Linked DNA regions of Mus musculus: all the other regions are linked to region 3. A link is a contact called in public Hi-C and HiChIP or PLAC-seq data. All regions are on one chromosome and are shown on one strand. The core of a region is the stretch at or near the end of the contact, and the rest is flanking DNA. Distances in the headings are between cores, read along the strand shown.

Region 1 (2,700 bases), core at 155-2,654, 140 kb before region 3:
GGGAAGAAGGTAAGTCTACTTGCCTAGCACAGGTGTGCAGCCAGCAGAAGTTGAGAGCTGCCCTTGGGTCTAGGGTACCCCTGTCTCCCATTAAGAGCATACCACTGTTCAAGTAGCATTTTTGTGTTAAAAGTTAGACATTTTCATCTAGCATCACCCCAAAACAAAAACACATCACCTGCTATTCTTGGTCCCAAGCTCATTGGAAAGCAAACCGTTGATCAGCCCAGCGCTGGAGGACTTGACATCAGAAAAGAGCTTCTCACAGGACAGCTCAGAGCTGTGTTTTATGGGCAATTTCTGAGATTTTCAAGGGTAATTTCCACCATATGTTTTTCTCAGATCACATGATGGCTTTAGCTTCTATCCTCTGAGTTAAATGTGATTGTTCTCTAACTGACAGCATGGCCAGCTTCTGTGTTCCAAAAACAAGATCCAATGTTACTAGAAGACACTCTCACAGCAAACTCCCTGATCCTCTGGCTCTTCCAGTCCACTTCCTAGTAATGTCAGAAGCTACAGCCAGAAGTCTTAGCAGGGAGGCTGCCTAAACACCAGCTGAATGACACAAAAGCAGCAACAGACACGATGCAGCACACAGGGGGGGAGTCAATGAGGACTCAACCCTACACCAAGAACTATGGGCAACTAAGGAATGCTGACAGTGGGAGAAAGAATCTTCCCCAAGGAAGAGCATACCAACTGCTTATCTGATACCAAATGGTGAGCTCTGAAAACGTACATACGTACTGGTAACTTTGTACAGACTGAGGAATATATATACTTAGGAATATATACGCATATGTATATATACATAACACACATACAACTAATGAAGAAAGAGGCAGTGGATTGGGAAGAGAGCAAGGAGGGGTATATGGGAGGGTTTGGAGGAAGGAAAGGGAAGGGAAAAATAATGTGATTACATCATAATATAATCTCAAAAAAAAAAAAGACAAAAGATGGCTCTCTCTCATCCAAAGTGGCCGAAAATGCCTCACCTTCTCCTCCTGAATGTCCATGATGCTTATGTTTGCTACATGGGGATACAAGGAAGGTGTGTAGGTGCTCTGAGGGTGATTGCACAGGAATCTCCCACAAACTGGGGCTTAGTAGGGCTACATGATTATCCCCTGTTCTGTGGCTGAGCTGGGGGCCTGGTGGAAGGGTACATAGGCTTGGGATGGGGGTGGGGGTGCGGCTGGAATCCAAATCCCCAAGTTTCACCCACTTCACCATTTCGACTAAATCACTCTCATCAGCTTACCTCACCTGCATCTTTTCCGCCGGTGCTAATTTAGGTCTTCAGTTTGCATCCAATTTAGTCCCTTATACTCAGGCAGCTTTCTTGCCTGCAAATTCCCCTGAGGAGGCCTTAAGATGACTCCTGCCCAGAAATTACTGCCTTCAGCCTGCGCGCACGAGCCCAGGCATTCCTCAGGGTCCTGGCTCCACACCATGACATCGCCAACCCCCTTGGCCGGCAGCTTCTCCACCAGCCCACTGACATTTCGAGCCCCTCTCTAAGCCCCTTGGTAGCACAAATGCCGCTTGCTTCGGTGGCTACCTGCAGCTCTTGTTATTTTCCTGTCATTGACTTCGTGCTGGGCTTTCTAACCACCCAATCCAACTTCCCCGCTTTCATTTCTTTTTCTGTCCTTGGAATCCGAAGCATCTCCCGATTTACTACCATCTGCTACCTTAATTAATAGGCTGTTTACCTCCCCTGTAGGACCTTGCAGAGATTCTCTTGGACGCCGTCCCTGACTCTGTGGAGTTGCAGGCTCTCATTAGTCGTGGTTTATAATCCAGCCTTCAATCTATCTGACAGCTTGCATCTCCAAGCCAATTTGAATTACATTTTTTTCTCATAGGATTTCATAAGACACAAATACGCTTTATTCAAACCTGGAACAAATTACAGTTACAAGATTCCCTCTGTCCAGTTCTTTTATAATTTGAAAGGAACCAGAAGAGGAGGAAGGGGGACAAAAAAAAAAAAAAAGAGTATTAATCTGGTTTGCTCGATATAAATTCACTGAGTTCTCTGCGCCGAAGTCTCGGGATTTTACTGCAAGCAATTTTCTTTCTACATAGCATAGTTGGGTGCCTTCTACCTCCCTCCATGCCACCACCCTCATGGGCAGACTTCCACTATACCCACGGCAATCACACAAATCTATGGCCAGAGAACAAATGAAGAGAGTGACTTTTTCAACCTGAACTGCCAGTGTTCTTATATCAAAGATGGTGACTTGTCTATAAGAGAAAAGAACTTGTGGTTAGTCCTTGTTGTTGTTGAGCTGAGGAGATGGCTCGTCAGATCAAACACTTACTTACTAGGCAAATTTGAGGACCCATGTTTGGATCCCAAGACCCACAGAAAAGCCAAGCTCCGTAGTGTGCATCTGTAATCCCAGGCCATCTGTGAAGCGATGGGAGCCAAAGTCAAGAGGTTCTCTGGAAGCCTGCAGGCTAGCCTCACACAGGCAATGCAGAGCAATGCTGTCTCAAAGTAGAAGGCAAGGATTGACAATGGAGGTTATGCCCTGATCACACGAGTGTGCTGTGGCATGCTCATGCTTGCACTTACAAATACACACACACACGCACACACACACACACATTTGAAAATGACTTTTTAGAGAATTTTTGTCAGCTGGGTGATGGTGGTACACACCTTTAATCCCAGCACTCAGG
Region 2 (2,700 bases), core at 150-2,649, 170 kb before region 3:
ATTGATGATCCAAGAAAGAAAACAAAAAGCAAGCTGAGCTATGAAAGTAGGCCTGGTCCATCTGCCTCTGGGGAGTCAACTATACATCTGCTTCATTCTGAAGCCAGCAACACCAGGGGCCCCAGTTGCAGCACACACACCTTGGCCCAGTGGACTAAAACAAATGCTGATGTCCTGTGTATCAGGGGAAGGCTTGGCATGAGGGAAGAGGACAAGTAGGGTCAAACAATACCCGAAGACAAGATAATGGTAGACGGGGACAAACTTGGCCTCTGGACTGTGGCTTCCATACAGTAGTCTTAGCAGGAAGCAGCAGCAACATCTCCTAGAAACTCAATGGAGACATCAAGCGCTCACCCACTGAAGACCTACTCAATCTGAGCCTCGTCAGCCTTCCAGTTACAATAGGGGCATGAGAAGGGGCCTTAGCCTTCAGTGTATAGTGGACTCGTGTGGGACACTTCCAAGCCGAGGCTCAAGTTGGGGTCTACTTCGAGGTGATCTTGATTTTAGGGATTGATTGGCTCCATCTAAGATCAAGCCTGGGGACTAGCATTCCACCCCAGGGGCGTATTGGATCCTGAGGACCATCCAGAAAAGATCACTGCCAGATGCTTTGTTCATGGATTCAGACTCTCCAAGGGGATTTAAGCATCCCTACTTCTAACCGGTGTCCTCTGCCCAGATGACTGCAATGTACCTGTCCACTTTGAGAAACATTCCCTTTGGAATTTGTTTTACAGTTAGTTCTTCTCAGCATTGTGTAACAGGATCAGTCTCCTAACCCTGGACCTCCTTCAACCTCATATAATTCCATAGATGATGGTATATGATGTTCCACCAGCCATTCAACAAATAGCATCTCACGTGCCAACTCCCTTCCGTGCGCTCATCTAAATGAGAAGAAAAAGGAAAGCAAGGGCTGGCAGTGCCCTGGCCGCCTGTGGCCATGACTGTGCGAGGACAGGGACATTAAAATAAGAAAGGGGACATCCAGGGAAGAAATGGAAGAGTTACTTTTTAAGTGCGCTTCAGATAATAAAAGGTGAGTCAGTCAAGAATCTCTTTGGAAATACCCAGGACGCTCTGCCCACAGAACAGTAAACATGCTTCCCTTCCCACGCTAACCCTGGCCCACTTATTCCTACGGAGGTTAAGCAAACAATTTGTTTTGTCTTTTGAGAAAAAAAGGGGGGGGAGGTATAGACATCCATCACCAGGGGAGAAAAATTAAACAGCAGTAAGCCAGCTGAGATGCTTCCAAGAGAGATAAAGGCCAGAAAGAGAGTAAACTGGGGCGGAGAGGAGGCCGAGGAGAACGATTAACCCATGCACACACTGTGTACCCTGGCAGCTGCAGAGACTGGGGCCAGAAGGGTGAGGCCCGCTCGCCGCTGCCAGGGCCAGGGCTGAGCTAGCTCTTGGAATGCTAAGTCAACAGCTCCGACACACTGTTCTGGTTGGAGCCTTGGGCTCTCTCACTAGCCTGAGAAATGGACAGATTGTAATTACTTCTTCACATGGCACTCTCCTCTAGAGAAGAGCTCCCAAGGAGCTGAAGTGACTGTCACCAAGCCCCTGGCTGCTGGCATTGGGCATAGACCACCTGGCATGAGCCACCTGGTAAGTGACCCTACAAGACATCTTCTGTAGCTTTACATAAATAGCCTGTTCTTCAGAGGAGATGGCAAATGTTCCAGAATTTTCCCATGCACCTGGATAGCAAAGGGGATTAGGGACCTTCGCTATCTGAAGGTTCAGGGCATACACTCTGAGCTGCACAGTGGAATGACTGTCAGGTTCCCTCACCCCACTAATGTTGAGGTGGACCTTAGAGTAGAACCTTAGGCGGAAATAGGGTTCTTGGGTTCAATGACTGAAGTAGAGGTGGAGATGAGAGCACCTTAAAATAGACTAGACCTTAGGTCCAAAGAGATAGAAAAAGACACAGAAAGGGGAGCCACAAGAAACAGAGGGAAGGATATTGGCACATCCTGAAAGGCCCAGCGCTCAAAAACTGGAATAGATAGGGACGACTCCCTTTAGCCTTTAGGGGAACCAATGCCTTGATTTCAGATTTCTGGGCTCCTAGAACCATGTGACAATACACTGCTGATATTGTGAGCCCGAAACAAGTCAGTCAGCAGCTCACTATGAAGGTAGGGGGACAGGAAGGCAGGTGCTGGGGCACTGGAGTTTAATCTTCACGACTGCCTTGGCCGGATGTGGCCGTGCACATGACTAGCAAGGATAGTGATGGGCAACGGAGGGGCTCAGAGAGCCACTCAGGCTGATGCTTCCAAAGGAAGGGATGTGACACACAGAGGTGCCGACAGGTCTGCCCCAGAGAGCAAGCCACACCAAGGTTGGAGCCCTATAGACACCACCTGGGTTCAAGGCCTTCACCACTGAAGACCAGGCAGCCCCAGTCCTGCTTCTGGGAACAACGCTGCTGCACATCTCGGCAGAACTCTTGTTGATGAGGAACGCGGCACCTTTTCAACTACAAAGACCCAGAGAGGCAGAACGCAAAATCAAAGGAGCACATGAAAGAGCCGCCTGTGTGCCAGACACGATGTGTGAATTCTCCTTCTAAAGAGAAAGAGAATAGTCACCTTCCTCTATAGTCACATCTTTGATTCTGTTTTAAGATGACAGTAAACAATATTTGCATTGGACACTGGCATGTTAAGATCTCAA
Region 3 (2,700 bases), core at 170-2,669:
AGGCTGGAGCTTCCAGAATCCAAGGACCAGGCACCCCAAAGATGCCCTTCCCGAACCGCCTATGGGCTGTGCCACTGGCAGGCGGCCCCACGGCGCGCCGGCTCTGAGCTCAAAGGAACGCGCCCAGTAGGCAGGACTGTGCCCGCCGGAGTCTGACAGGAAAGGGGTGCCAGCGGCAGAGGCAGATGTCAGCATTGGGATGGAGGTGCTGAAAGAACTCCCCCAAAGCCAGCCATCCGCATTCATCCACTCCTCCATCACCAATACAGTCAGAGACTGACAGGGTGCGCCCCCAAATAGGTTTACCCGCGCCTTCCTCCCGGGGATCCTGCGCCCCCGCATCCTCCCACGGCACCCACTTTCCCGGCTGGCGAAGCTCCCAGAGGCGTTCGGCACGACGATTACCTTGAATGGCAGCGCTCCTCTGCGCTCGGTGCTGCGCCGGAGCCCAGAGTGGATCGGGATGGAGCAGGCGATGATCTCGGAGGAAAACTCCAAAAAGAGAACGATTCCTTGGGTAGCAGCCGGCGCCAAGGTTCCGAGGCTTCACGCGCGCCGGGGATCGCAGAACAGCTAGGACATGACACCGGAGCTGCTCTCGGATCTGGGCAGCAGCAGAAGAAAGGACTGGAGCTTGGCGTTGCCTACTCCAAACTTTGCTGGCGAGTAGTGAACACTCGCAGCGCTCAGGAACGCTGAGGCCCGGGGGCTCACGCCCGGCCCCCGCCAGCCCGGAGAGCAGTCGCCACGCCGGGCCAGGAACACACAGGCAGCCCCCGCGCCGGAGCTCTGGCGGCCGCGCGTTCGATCGTCCGTGCGCCCGTTCCGCGCCTGCCGCCGCCGCCGCTCGCCTCTCCCGGCTCTCTCCCCTCGCCGCCCGCGCCGCCGCCGCAGCCTCCTCGGGCGGGTCACGCCCCCCGCTGAAACCCGAGCCGTTTCCTGGACGGCGGCGCCCGCTCTGCCAATCAGCGCCTCGCGCTGGGGCAGTCCCGAGCCCCGCGCTGCCCCCGAAGCCTAGCAGCCGCAAAGAGACACCCGCCAGGCAGGCGAGGGGCCCCGCCGCGCTGCCCGCAGGGGTGCACAGATGACCTCTCGGAACCCTGTTGGTGAACGGCCTCTGTACGCCACTGCCCCAGTTCCTAGCCAGCTTTGGTGCACAGTGGATGCGTTACGTTGTTTTATGTCAAGTTAGGAAACAAATGACAGAATGCTGTGCAACTTCAGACACCTTAGAATAGGTCTGCAGCATACTGGGGCCAGACATTTCATGTCATGAAGCTTTGAGGGTGGAAGCAGCGGATGTTCGTGGGAGATGTTGCGTTGTCTTGTTCCTCTGAACAATAGACAGGGGACGAGTGTTTGGGAAACCCTCCTTTAGGAAGGGAACACGTGAATAGGTAATTGTACTTATCCGCACATCTGCCTGCAGAGTAACAGAACCAGATTCTGACAAGAAAACTGAAGATCGGAGAGGTTAACACAACCGGCTGCTGGATGAGCCCTTTAATGTGGCTGCCATGGGAAAAGGCAATCTACAACAGAAAACATCTTTAATAGTATCAATGTAGGTTAACATAAAGAAATCCAAAGGAGGGCTGGAGATGGATCAGCAGTTCAGAGTGCTTCCTGCCTTCTTAAAGGCCAAAAGCCAGTTGCTGGCTAAATATCAGTCCCTCACAATGGCCTGTAACCCCAGTTGCAGAGTCATCCAAAGCCTCTGGTCTCCTTAGGAAACTGCACTCGTGAACACAAAGATACAGGCATATAGTTTAAAAATAGAAATAAATATTTAAAAGAAAGTAGGGCTGGAGAAATGGCTCCGTAGTTTAAGAATACTGCCAGAGATTGGTTCAATTCCCAGCATCCACTTGGCTTGCTCACAATCACCTCTAAGTCCAGTTCCAGGAGTCCCGACGCCCTCTTCTGGCCTTCAGAGATACTGCATGCACAATGTGCAGACAGACATGCAGGCAAACATCCATACCAATCAAATAAAATGAAAATTAATTAATTAATTAATTAATGAGAGGGGGAAGAAACTTGAAAGAGTCTAGAGAGGTGTTGGAGATGTAGCCTAGTAGTAGAACGCTTGCCTTGCATGTACAAGGCCTGATCTCCATGCCACCTAAGAAAGAAACAGAGAAAGAAACAAAGAATCAGAAACAGAAAACACACTCACTCTACCAAAAACCAAGTCATCTGACCGTGAGCAAATTGGATTCTCTCCCTGACTCTTACACTCTTCTGTTGCAAAGCAGGATTCTTTAACTAAATGTCAGGCCGGGCTGTAATGATTGGCATCTCCCATTTGTCTCTCCCACTAGACTACCTTGAGATCATTTATCTTTCAGTACGCACTCCCTTTCTCTCTTTCATCCCTTGAGCAGTTGTGTTTAAAGTCAAGGCCATATAAATTGTAACTCTAGCACTCAGAAGTGTGAGGCAGGAGGATTGCCTTGTGTTTGGGGGCCAACTTGGTCTACATAGTAAGTTTGAAGCCAGCTACATTTTGTCTAAATAAATTGAATCTTAATTATTGGGTCAATTATTGAGGTCCCAGACCTCGCAGGATAAAGAGAAGTTCGGGAGCTTGAAAATGGTTTCAGGTACATGCTGAGTTTGTGTCAGCCCTGGGCTATATAAGATCCTGGCTCAAATAGGTCACTAAGTTCAGAAAAGCCTTAGACTCTCTCTGGTGCC
Region 4 (2,700 bases), core at 54-2,553, 220 kb before region 3:
GACATATGTGGAGGTCAGAGGGCAACCTTGAGTGTTGGTCCTCACCTTTCACCTTGTCTGAAACAAGATCTCTTTATTGTTTGCTGCTTCACACAGGACAGCTGCCTTACAAGATTCTGGGGCTTTTTCTGCCTCTGTCATCTCGTCACAAGGGCCCTGGGAATATAGACACATACCACCACTCTCAGCTTTATGTGCGGTCTGGGGATTTGAACTCGGGTCCTCACACTTGTATAGTAAGCACTCTACCCACTGAGCCATCTCCCCAGCATTCTATTTCCGCTTTCCATAAACACAAGTAGAAGGAGCTTAAGGATAAGAAACTGGTAGTCCTCAAGAAGCACTCTCAAGTTTCAAGCTGATCTGAATGGAAATATCCTTCTGAGGTTGGAAAATGTGGGCGCTTCTAGGTCGGAAAAAAAAAAAAAAGGAGAAGTGGAAGTATATGTCACCAGGAAGACTGTTTGCACAAAGTGCTCGGTTCAACCTAAACCAAAAAACTATGGAAACACATCAGAAACAGGACTATATGTCTCCTTCCAATTTCCACTGTGGTCCAGCCGTTCTGTGGAGGCACAAACCTTCAAAGTCTTGAGGTCTGTGTGTTAACTCTCCAAGGCTCTTCCACCCACTAACCAATAACTCACAAGTGGAATTCATCTTGCACTTTGGTTCTCCGCATTTCTCAAATCAGAAATGAATAGGAAGAGAGCATAGCTAACTCACCGCAAAGGCAGCCGTTAACAACCCAACACAGTGCCCCACCCTCACCAACACATTATCCGGGTCAGTTTCACATCTCCATGGGAATGACTGATGGCTGAAAGTAGTTTTTGATCTGTGAGTTTCAGTCTGCTTCAAAGTAAAGCTTTTCAGAGCCTGCTGTGGCCACTAGGACCAAGCAGGGATTTCAAAGGTCCGGAGGACTTAGAAGGCCCTGGGATCAGCAGCACCACTCGCTGGCAGAGCCATCAACCCATTTCATGGGGCCTAATGTGAATTACTCCAGGAGAAACCTCCCTGAGCGGTGCACCAACTTTCTTCCATCTGGAAACAAGGCTTTAAGTAGAAATGTAAAATCCTTGGGAGAGCTGCTTACATTTTGGCTTTCTTAGAATTCCATTGTTTGGCCCAATTCGGAGAGGTCAAAGGAGGAGGGTTTAGAGGGGCAAGGGGCCACAGGGCTCAGAGTTACAAAGCCCAGGGCCCCATTGTTTTCCGGGCTGGCTCCCTCCCTGCTCTCTTCTGAAGTGGCCAATTGGGCCAGTCCCCCTCCAGGCCTCTTGGTTTCTGAAAGGCCTGGCATCCACTCCACAGAATGCAGTAGGAGGAATATTTAGGTTCCCCGACACAATGGTCCAAACAGCTTCTCTCCAGGACTGGACATCAGACAAGAAAAGCGACCAGCAGGCCCCAAAGCTCTCTTCCCAGCAGCAGACTTTTAAATAAAGTCCTCTGGTGTCCCTCGGCCTTTGCACTTGTTTGACCAAATGGGTTAAACATTAGTGGTATCTTTATTATGGCTTTTGGCTCTCCTGGAAACCTCCTAGGGAGGTGTGTGTGGGGGTGTGTGTGACAGAGAAACACACACAACATGGTGCATTTTACCTCCTTGTGGAATAAAAGGACAAGTGGGAGAGGGAAGAGAGGGGGCATTGTCCCATTGTCACTCAGAGGTTTATAAGAGAGCAAGGACGAGAGCTTTGAATGAACTGAATCAGCCAATGGAAGACACACTAGTGCAAAGCTATAAGCTTTTCTATGGGGCACAGATCATAAGGAGAGGGCAAATTAGGGCTCTCTGTGGGAGAAGTTTCTTGGAGATTCATAGTGGGTTTGAGGCCATGTCTGAGAGTTGGATTGAGTCTTTACAGATTTTAAGATTGGAGATAGTTGATAGTTCTTCAAAGCTCTCCAGCCTCCATTGCAAACCATGAAGGAATGTTAAGAGTTGTCTCTCTGCCTAGGGAGGGTTTCACAGAGACACACATGTACACGCATATACACACAGTCCTCATCTTAGGATGGCTCAACTGAACAACTTTGTCAATTTATGATGGTGCCTATCAGTGAGCGTCACCATGACAAGGGGACTCGGAGGCTCCTCTGGAATGCACTATGCAGTATTGTTGTGGTGTTTATTTGGCTGCTCATACATTTTCTGCTCATGACATTCCCATTTTATGATGGGCATCGGCAGAATGTCAGCCCAGTACACCCATCACAGGTTGAAGTCTATAGGCCAAGAAGCATCTGCATCAGATTATAAAATTCCTACCACACAAAAAGGAGTATTATCATTTGTCAGATTATATAGAAAAGTAAGGAGCCAGATAAGAGCCATTGCTGATCCCAACAAGAAAGCTTACTCCTTGCTGGGATAGCCTCTGAGCACCGCCAGTTCATCTCCTTATATGAAATAAACCTTAAGAGGCAGATCTTAAGACTACTTGAAGGTACTTTCTCCAGGGGCAGGGGTGCTAAGCAATCCAGAGGCAGTGAAAGTCCCCGGGGGCCTTTAATAGGCTTTCCCTGATGGAGATCATGTATGTGAATGACCCCTGGTGCCCAGCTGATGACATCACTAGATGATATAGGTCCAGGTCAAGAGGAGCCTGTGTCACCTCAGCAGCCAGTATGCCACTGAAACTGAGCTGGGAGTCCTGTACAGGGTTACAGAGACACACTTCAATGGGAGAA
Region 5 (2,700 bases), core at 56-2,555, 200 kb before region 3:
CTTAACCAGCTTTGTTCCAGATATGTCCTCACTAAGTAGCTTTAGAATAAAGGAAGAGGGGAGGGGGGATTAAAGTTAGCCAAGGAGTAATGAAGTTCTTTTGTATTCTTTTTTCCCAAATCAAAAGTTCTTGGAGGACCAAATGACTCTTCCTTCTGCCTTACCACAAGAAATCTGGTCCTAGCACTTAGGGATGGATGTCTTTGTTCAACTCGTCATTGGCATCCTTCAAACTGCTGCCTATGCCTCAACTCCATCTCAAACACCCCAGACCCATAAGCTACATCCAGTTGGCCAAACACTGGTTGGTTACTGTCTTCTTGCTACCACGACTCTCTGAGGCCCTTCTACATTCCACTGTAATTACTTCTTTTTGTTCGTTTGTTTGTTTGTTTTCAGTTCTCATTTTGTTTCCAGTGCTAAGACTCAGCCCCAGAGAGGTAGCAGAGCCCCTTTGAGTAGGATGGTGTTATGAGGTGTTCCATCCTCACCATGAATGTGCCCTACACAGGAGACCACCTACTATCATTCCCTGCTTCCAGGTTCCTGTTTGGGACAAGGCCAACCCCCAAACAAACAAACACTTCCCCATCTCCCCATCTGCCTATTCCTGAGCCAGGCTCCCCTGTCCCAGGATACCCAAGTCCCTTGAATGAGACTCTGTCCTAGTGCGTGGAAATGTCAGCCTAGGGAGAAAATGGAAATTTTCTTCTCAGTAATTCCACATCGCTCTCCTTAAGTAACACTTCAACACTGCTTGGAACTTTGTGGCAGTTACAGGGAGGTATGCTTATCTGGGTCAAAAGACATTTACTAACTCTATAATGCAGTAATTCAAGAAACCCAGCACTAACACATAGAAGCCACTTTAAGACATATTTCTCTTCCTCCCCCCTCCACGGCCTTTAAAAATATGATCATTTAAAAGCCCTTCTCCTTCTCCTAAAGGGACAATTCTCCTCCCCCCATGAAGGGACCAGACCACGGGAGCACAAGGGATCTTCTATAGTGTGTGGAACAAATAGCTAAGACGTTTATTGATTCTCCACTTACTCCCTATTTCATTATGTCCATAAAATCCATTATAATTTTTAGTATGATAAATTTCAGACAACTTATAACTCTAACTGGTGACTTGGCAGTTAGTAAATCATTTCTTATTTCTAAAGAACACTCAAGGTATCCATTAAATAGGAGTGGAACAGTAAATGTTGAAGCTGAGGCTGGAGCTAGCGCTGAGGCTGCCTCTAGGTCCCCACCAATCAACTGTGGAATGCAAACTTCTGAGAGCCTTGTCACATCTGGTTCGGGTCGCTGACGGTGCACAGTGGCCTGTGTTCATTACCATCTAATAACCGCCTGGCCTCTGTCAAGGCTGTCCAGAGTCCAGACGGCAGCCTGACACCACATCTGCAGATCTCGGCATCCTCCAACCCCTGTCCTTGTGACCTCCTTGTTGGCTAGCACAGTGTCAAGGGCATTGTAAGGCTGCCAATGTGTGACTTAGAGCTGCAGATGTCAGTTCTAAAAGATACTCTGTAGATCACAGGCAAACCTGCCTATCCTACCATTCACATATTCACAGAGTGGAGACAGGAGAAGGCATATCTTGGAATAGTTGTAAAGAGTCAATGGGTTTACCTGTGTGACTCCCTCACAATAAATACTGGTACCTTGGAGGTGCTACAGCTGTTTCTTGAGTAACTAAGGAAGGAAAATGCTCTGTTAAGTATCAACAGTGGTTCTGGATAGTTTTTGTTTGCTAAAGTTGAGGAATCTACATCGCTCTCTCCCTTCCTTCCTTCCTTCCTTCCTTCCTTCCTTCCTTCCTTCCATCCTTTCTTTCTTTCTCTCTTTCTCTTTCTTTCTTTCTTTCTTTCTTTCTTTCTTTCTTTCTTTCTTTCTTTCTTTCTTTCTTTCTTTCTTTCTCTCTCTCTCTTTCTCTCTTTCTTTCTTTCTTTCTTTCTCTCTCTCTTTCTTCCTTCACTTTCTTTCTTTCTCTCTCTCTCTCTCTCTTTCTTTCTTTCTTTCTTTCTTTCTTTCTTTCTTTCTTTCTTTCTTTCTTTCTTTCTTTCTGTTTACTATTTGAGACCCAGTCATACACTGTAGCCCAAACTGGCCTGAAACTTACTATGTAGTTCAGGCAGCCCTCAAGTTCACAGCTATCAATCTTCGTGGTTCTACCTCTAAATAAAATCTTACACATGCACACACACACACACACACACACATGCACACGTTTATCTCATCTTATAGACATTCAATGAAAGCCTTCTCGATCACGCACATATTACAATAGTATTTGCTACACCTTACAGTTGAAGATTCATCACCTCTAGTTACAGTGGGGTTTTTTGGAGTGGTTAGGATGGCTTTTCTAGGCAGCCTCTGTATGAGGGCTCATGGCCAAGACCCTGGACAGCTGTCAATCAACCCTGCAAGTGCTGAGGACACAGATTGAGCCCAGTGAGCAGGAGATACTACAGAGACTTTGATCTAGCCAGCTGGGGGTTGGGGGGAGTTCTGAAGCAAATAGTTACTTAAGCTGGAATATGATTGTCTCTGCAGTCCTGTGACTTCACTGAAAGGACTTTGGATGCCTATCTGTGAATTTGGATGAGGAGTCCCATCCCTGAAAGCCCCCAGTGGCAGGCATGTGAAGGAAGCCTAGAGTCAGCCTGTCAGTCCAGTATAAGGTGG

The links. Hi-C and Micro-C count contacts between places; a contact is called where the count stands out from the background. HiChIP or PLAC-seq counts read pairs in DNA pulled down with a chosen protein or histone mark.
Region 1: a Hi-C map of uterus shows a contact between it and region 3. The contact joins the enhancer-like site here to the promoter of Fgfr2 in region 3. A contact is called at or near these places in 8 of 484 Hi-C or Micro-C datasets (cerebellar granule neurons, cerebral cortex, cortical neurons and 3 more), 9 of 115 datasets of contacts at active chromatin or transcription factors (the NIH/3T3 cell line, craniofacial prominence, embryonic forebrain and 5 more) and 1 of 9 other capture datasets (embryonic stem cells).
Region 2: a contact with region 3 is called in a Hi-C map of the AML12 cell line, with 5 times the contacts expected there. The contact joins the enhancer-like site here to the promoter of Fgfr2 in region 3. A contact is called at or near these places in 2 of 39 promoter capture datasets (Sertoli cells and embryonic stem cells), 1 of 15 datasets of contacts at CTCF or cohesin (embryonic stem cells), 24 of 484 Hi-C or Micro-C datasets (the AML12 cell line, differentiating embryonic stem cells, embryonic fibroblasts and 7 more), 19 of 115 datasets of contacts at active chromatin or transcription factors (the NIH/3T3 cell line, a beta-TC-6 cell line, craniofacial prominence and 9 more) and 3 of 9 other capture datasets (adipose tissue, embryonic stem cells and liver).
Region 4: a contact with region 3 is called in an H3K4me3 HiChIP or PLAC-seq map of stem cell-derived neural progenitor cells, with 71 read pairs. The contact joins the enhancer-like site here to the promoter of Fgfr2 in region 3. A contact is called at or near these places in 2 of 39 promoter capture datasets (cancer-associated fibroblasts and embryonic stem cells), 4 of 484 Hi-C or Micro-C datasets (cortical neurons, liver and uterus), 20 of 115 datasets of contacts at active chromatin or transcription factors (the NIH/3T3 cell line, craniofacial prominence, embryonic forebrain and 10 more) and 3 of 9 other capture datasets (adipose tissue, liver and pancreatic islet).
Region 5: a contact with region 3 is called in an H3K4me3 HiChIP or PLAC-seq map of embryonic limb bud, with 4 times the contacts expected there. The contact joins the enhancer-like site here to the promoter of Fgfr2 in region 3. A contact is called at or near these places in 3 of 39 promoter capture datasets (Sertoli cells, cancer-associated fibroblasts and embryonic stem cells), 22 of 484 Hi-C or Micro-C datasets (cerebral cortex, cortical glia, cortical neurons and 14 more), 17 of 115 datasets of contacts at active chromatin or transcription factors (the NIH/3T3 cell line, craniofacial prominence, embryonic forebrain and 9 more) and 3 of 9 other capture datasets (adipose tissue, embryonic stem cells and pancreatic islet).

What each region holds. Positions count from the first base shown.
Region 1 is chr7:130,128,012-130,130,711 of GRCm38.p6, forward strand. No RefSeq gene overlaps it. Among named protein-coding and RNA genes, the nearest start is that of Gm39096, 34 kb to the left of the region's middle. Within about 2 kb of position 1,405, at least 27 of the 459 cell types and tissues checked have an H3K27ac peak or open chromatin away from gene starts, as enhancers often do. A contact at or near this core is called in cortical neurons, nephron progenitors and uterus, where this site is marked.
Region 2 is chr7:130,097,547-130,100,246 of GRCm38.p6, forward strand. No RefSeq gene overlaps it. Among named protein-coding and RNA genes, the nearest start is that of Gm39096, 4.0 kb to the left of the region's middle. Within about 2 kb of position 1,400, at least 19 of the 459 cell types and tissues checked have an H3K27ac peak or open chromatin away from gene starts, as enhancers often do. A contact at or near this core is called in the AML12 cell line, adipose tissue and uterus, where this site is marked.
Region 3 is chr7:130,265,389-130,268,088 of GRCm38.p6, forward strand. Fgfr2 (fibroblast growth factor receptor 2) reads right to left here and starts at 1,420. Exons shown (of 18, transcript NM_010207.2): 1 at 406-1,420. RefSeq lists a promoter at 753-978.
Region 4 is chr7:130,047,073-130,049,772 of GRCm38.p6, forward strand. No RefSeq gene overlaps it. Among named protein-coding and RNA genes, the nearest start is that of Gm23847, 13 kb to the left of the region's middle. Within about 2 kb of position 1,304, at least 13 of the 459 cell types and tissues checked have an H3K27ac peak or open chromatin away from gene starts, as enhancers often do.
Region 5 is chr7:130,063,331-130,066,030 of GRCm38.p6, forward strand. No RefSeq gene overlaps it. Among named protein-coding and RNA genes, the nearest start is that of Gm23847, 30 kb to the left of the region's middle. Within about 2 kb of position 1,306, at least 10 of the 459 cell types and tissues checked have an H3K27ac peak or open chromatin away from gene starts, as enhancers often do. A contact at or near this core is called in craniofacial prominence and embryonic limb bud, where this site is marked.